Linked DNA regions of Mus musculus: region 1 is linked to region 2. Evidence: chromatin contacts called from public HiChIP or PLAC-seq data. All regions are on one chromosome and are shown on one strand. Each heading gives the region's core, a stretch centred on a gene start, on an enhancer-like site or on the middle of the called end of the contact. The rest is flanking DNA. Distances are from core to core; before and after follow the strand shown. Region 1 has its middle 25 kb from the start of Gm33251. Region 2 holds the start of AU022793 (expressed sequence AU022793).

What was found. HiChIP or PLAC-seq counts read pairs in DNA pulled down with a chosen protein or histone mark.
Region 1: an H3K27ac HiChIP or PLAC-seq map of bone marrow-derived dendritic cells shows a contact between it and region 2, with 2.7 times the contacts expected there. The contact joins the enhancer-like site here to the promoter of AU022793 in region 2. A contact is called at or near these places in 18 of 484 Hi-C or Micro-C datasets (ECoMG-derived neutrophils, the G1E-ER4 cell line, the P5424 cell line and 12 more) and 3 of 115 datasets of contacts at active chromatin or transcription factors (bone marrow-derived dendritic cells, bone marrow-derived macrophages and embryonic stem cells).

What each region holds. Positions count from the first base shown.
Region 1 is chr15:40,018,751-40,021,553 of GRCm38.p6, reverse strand. No RefSeq gene overlaps it. Among named protein-coding and RNA genes, the nearest start is that of Gm33251, 25 kb to the left of the region's middle. Within about 2 kb of position 1,278, at least 20 of the 459 cell types and tissues checked have an H3K27ac peak or open chromatin away from gene starts, as enhancers often do. A contact at or near this core is called in ECoMG-derived neutrophils, bone marrow-derived dendritic cells, bone marrow-derived macrophages and 1 more, where this site is marked.
Region 2 is chr15:39,961,207-39,963,906 of GRCm38.p6, reverse strand. AU022793 (expressed sequence AU022793) reads right to left here and starts at 1,258. Exons shown (of 3, transcript NR_045719.1): 1 at 1,101-1,258.

The DNA of each region.
Region 1 (2,803 bases), core at 29-2,528, 58 kb before region 2:
CCACACCAGCATTAGAATGCCAAAGGGTGTCTCCAACATTGCCATACTTCTTAAAAGCAACAAGATTTTCCTAAATGGGAAAATTATAAGTAGAAGAAGCCAAACATTAAGAAAAAATATTTTTCCATTTTAAGAAAAACATGATTAATTCTTACATCATACATTGATAAACAAAAGCATGATCAATACTATACCATGATGCCGAGACAGACAAGCAACATCTGGAAAATCACTACGATAGGCATAGCAACAAGAAATGAGGAGAGAACAACTGGGTTTGGCTGAAGGTGATGAGTTTTGCCTTGGGCAATGCAGGTTTTGAAGGGAGAAGAATAACTACATTTTGATAAATGTCTTTATTTTTATTCAGTTCCACACAAGAGTTTAGTAAGTTATATAACAAAAGTTAAAGTACTAAACATCCATCAAAACACATTGTTTTGCTCGCACTTTAAGAAATGAAATAAGAGTTCTATAAAACAATTCCACTCAAAAGGACAGTTTTCATAAAGGACGCTTGCTATGGTTTGGGTAAGAGAACTCCGTAGATTCACATGTTAAAAGTTTGATCCTCGGCCTATTAGAGCATAATGTTCAGTTAGAAAGTCATCAGCCTTTAGCAGGTGTGGTCTAGTTAGAGGAAACCAAATCTTTATAGTCACCTCCTTCCTGTATCTTTCTGTTTCCTGGTCACCATGTGGTAAACTGACTCCCCCCTCCATGAGTTCATCTCTAGAATTCTGCTTTACTCTGGTCCCAAGAGCAACAGGCCAGCTGACCACAAGCTAAAACCCCCATGTCTGAGAGCCAAAATAAACCTTTACTCTGTATAAATTGATTTCCTCAAGAACTTTAGCACAGTAATGGAATTTGACCTCTTCTGAGCAAAATGTACCCTTCCTTCCCCTTTTCTTAAGGTCCACAGCATGGTATGTCCACCCCAGGATACGCCCTTGAAGAGTCAATAGAAACAAGACATTTCAGGCTTAAAATCTTACCACTCTATACATTGTGACAGTTGTGACAACTTAAATTGATGGATTAAAAACAGTACATATCTGCTCTGCTAGGCATTTCCATCTCACCCAGATCATCTGAGGACTTGGCATGCAATGATTTGGCAGGAATTTCACATATTAATTCATTCTGGAGCCAACAGGATACTATCTATTTCATCTATCAGCAGCACATGTGGTTTTAACCATGGTCTAGAAATAGGTTAAGAAATTCCCTTATGAAACCAATGTATCAGGATACTGCTTCTCAATTCTTGTTTTTCTCCAACTGTAATGATGCCTTTAGTCAGATTTTGGTGAAAGGGTCCCATTGGCCTGAGCACATGTTGACTCACTAATTTCTTATTTTGTCAGTAAGTCAGCTGATATGGAAATATTGCTGTTATATGTAAAAAATATACTGGAAAAATGCCAAGAATTTCTGAGAACCATCTCTCTTTCACAAGAGCATGTACACACACACATACACATATGCACACACACACACAATGAGAGAGAGATGGAGAGACACACTGATAGAGACAGAGACAGAGAAAGACAGAGATAGAGAGAATTAAATGTTGATTTTTGACTTTGTTTTTTCATTGATTACTTGTATGTCTGTGTGTCTATGACATGCATATCAGAGAGAAAAGATACTTAATTTCCAATGAAATAAGAGATAGTAAGGGTGAGAGAGAGAGAGAGCAAGAGAGAGAGAGAGAGAGAGAGAGAGAGAGAGAGAGAATCAACCACAAAGGTGACTTTTGGCTCTAATGTTGAGAGCGGTTCAGTTAGGAGGTAGTGTAAGACTCTGGCAAGCCTTAGTTTACTGGGGACTCCCTAATGAAGGACTCAGAGCCAGGAATCGATGCAAAAAGCAAGAGGAATTTATTGTTCCAACATGTTGGGGTCACCCTGCGTACGGAGAGAGAACAACCACGCGCAGCCCATTCGGTGAGCCTTTATACAGTTCTCCAGGCAGCAGCCATTAGGCACAATGTGATTGGCAGAACAGTGTGACTTTTAAACTGATTGGTCTTTAGGGAATGAGGTAGGTGGCTACAAGCTCTGGGCCTCCCCTACCCGCAGATGGTTTGTCTCTCCTTCAGGTGCTCTGAGGAATGTAATTAGCCCCACCCTTCCGGAGGGGAAGGGTGCCTATGACCTTTCTCTTCTAGGAGGGGAGAGGTCCTGTGGAATTTTCTAAAGTTCCTGAGCTGACCTCTTCACACAATTAATAATCGAAGACATGCCAGGTGATGACATGGGAAAGGAAGAGAAAGATGCCTCGGTGTGCACTGATAAACTAACCCGCAAACTGCCCTGAGGAGACCTCAACATACACTGAAAAGTTAACAGATACTATGTATCATTTTAAGTTTATATTTTATTAAGTTGCTGCATTAGCATGCGCAGAAATAGATTTCATTGTAGCATCTTATGACTATCATTAGACGGCTCTTATTTCTTCTTCTTCTCCACTGTTCTCACCACCCCCACCCCACACCTCTGTCCTTGTCCCTGTCGCTGCACCTCACAGCCCCTGCCCTCGGCTCTCTCCTTTCCCTTTGTTAGTCTCCTTAACAAGCAGCTGTCTCAGCTAATGGTAGCAGTCCAGCTTCCGTCACTTGTGCGTGGCCAGCTGGCTGCATTCGAATGAGAGACATTCTGAGCTATAATCAATCAAGCTGTGTATGTGTCTGTGACAAAATTTCGGCATATTCAGTACAGTCTGCTGAAGCTGTAACCTTGTTCACTAGGTAGCATTTAGGAAGAGCACTGCGTTATTAAACCCACAAAATAGA
Region 2 (2,700 bases), core at 9-2,508:
GGTGTGCAGGTCACATATGCACACTCTGTCTGGAGCCTGCAAAGGTTAATAAGTGTTCCTGGAGCCAATCTTGCTGTGGATACTAAGGGACAACTGTACACTATAATAATATATATAATATACAACATATAATATGTAATGTGCAATATGTAATATATCATATATAATATGCAATGTGCAATATGTAATATGTAACATGTAATATATAATATATGTGTATGATGCATGATGTATAATATATAATATAATGTAATATAACATATAATATAATATATAATGTGCAATATATAATATAATAATATACAGTTTTAAATTCTCCGCGAGCAGTCTCTGTTCCTTTCTAGCATGTTCTTCTGCAGAACAGTCTTTACTTCCTCAGTGAATTGCCATGAGGGTTCCACTCTTTCTATTTCCTTGACACTACAGCCAAATGTCAGGTTTTACAACCTAACTCTCTGGTCCTTCTTCAGTGGACATCTTGACCCCTTTGCATCATCTGACCATCCTGTCACCTCTCATCTTGGAACAATTCTCTGAGTCTCATGCTGATATTGCCAGTTCTTCTAGACCTTTTGGCTAGATCCTTTTCCTCTCTCTGGTTATTTGTTAGGGACAGACAGGAATCATGTCTGTATTTCTTTCAATTTGTAATGTCTTCCTAACTGATCTTACCCATTCCTGCAGCTTCAGTTGACAGCCATTAGCACCCAGAACTATGTCACTAGGTCAAACAACTCTTCTGCAAGTATCAGTTCTACAACCTGCATCATTTGCAGGGATCTAAAGCCATATCTGATCTCTGTATCGAGCTTCTCCTAAACATCCCATATCTTCACTGATGGGCTAGCACTTTGCCCATCATCTGAGACAAGATTTTTCGGATCCACCAGACTCACCCTCTTAATTCCAATGCACAACCAAGTCCTGTTTTCAAATCATTTTTCCAACCTGTCTCTTTCTTGTCAGTCTTGTGATGACCACCTTCCAAAACTTCCCCTGCCTCCTAATTTAACATCCTCCTACCCCGTAGTGGCCAGGCGCTCCTCCTTACATTGCAGTTCTTTCTCCATGCCCTTTCTCACGCTCCTTTGTGTACTCACCCGCATCCTCGGCCTGGAGTTTTAAGTCTTCTTTTACTCTCAGAGTGTTGGCTGGATTTCCAGTCACTTTTCAAGGTTAAACTCTGTGGAGACTTAGTAAACCTCCCAGCCCCCATGAAATGGATGTGTCATCCCTCTTCTCTCCCTACATCACACACAGACATCCGTCATGCCACTGCAAACACTTTGTGGTGCCTAAAAATAGTCCCACTATATTCTAGGCTTCCTTTGCTCCATTTTCGCTTCCTTGATTTTGAGAACTGGGACTTACTAGTCTTTCTGCTCTCTGCGCAAGTGCAGTGTGAAGCTCGCTGTTGACAGTCTCAGAAGCTTGCAGGACAAGCAAAGGGAGCCTTTATGCTGTCAAAGGGACAAAAGACACCATCACGAAAGGCACTCCCTTTTGTCTGGGAGCAGTCATACAGCACATTAAACATTTACTGCCTCAACATTCCACTTTACCTCAAAATCTGGTTTTGCCTTTAAATGACAATCTTACCTGTAACTGTGATGGAATATTAAATATTTATTGAATAATACTTTCTATACAGGCAGAAGCATAGACTTTCAGGATTGCCTAGAGATTTGATGCATAACCTAGACCTTCCACTCACCAGTCACTGCAGGGCCTCTGTAAAATTGCATGTGCTGCTGACTTTGTTTCCCATACTACATTTACAAACCTGAGCCCTGAACCATCTGTGTGCTCCTGCTGCCTAACAATGCTGTGAGAAAATCCCGGGAGTCATGCTACCTTACAGTGATCTGTGTTTTGCATAGGATTCCAGTCTGAGCCACATCCACACGGGTATCCTACCGAAGCTGTTACCCAGCACTTCTGACTTTGCCTTACTTAATATCTTGCTTCCCAAATTCACTTAGCATCTGAATCTGACCTTGACTTACAATCACCTTTAGATCTTTATCAGAGTTAGTTCCTGGAGTAAATTGTCTAGCTATACATCTCCAGTGTCTGAAACAGGCTTCTCTTTCTTCACTTGATTGTCAACTCTTAGAATTCCAACACTCATCTTCTCTACACTCTGACTTGGGGTATAATATCTCATGAACGGCTTAATCAACTCCCTAAATATTATTTCTCCTCCAATTGCTAAGTACTCAGAATAGATACATTTTAACAGTTTTCCCACTAACGTACTGATGCAATTATAGGTATGCTGTATCCCCCATATATGTACACAAACAGAACACATTAAATATATTGTATAGGCTGAAGAGATGTCTCAGCACCTAAGAGAACTGGCTGCTATCACAGTGGACTTGGTTTTAACTCTTAGCATCTACATGGTCACTCATAACTGTTCTAGTTATGGGGATCCAGGGAGTCCAACACCTACTTCTGGCCTCTACAAAACACAAAATTCACACATAGTGCACATATATTCATGCAGGCAAATATATAAGATGAAAACAAATAAATTTTTAAATGTATTTATTAGTGCATTCACTAAAACAAATAAGTATATTTACAGAATGTTCTAATTATGGTTTATTGCTATGAAGAGACACCATGATCATGGCAACATTTATAAAGGAAAATATTTAATTGGGGCTTGCTTACAGTTCAGAGGTTTAGTCC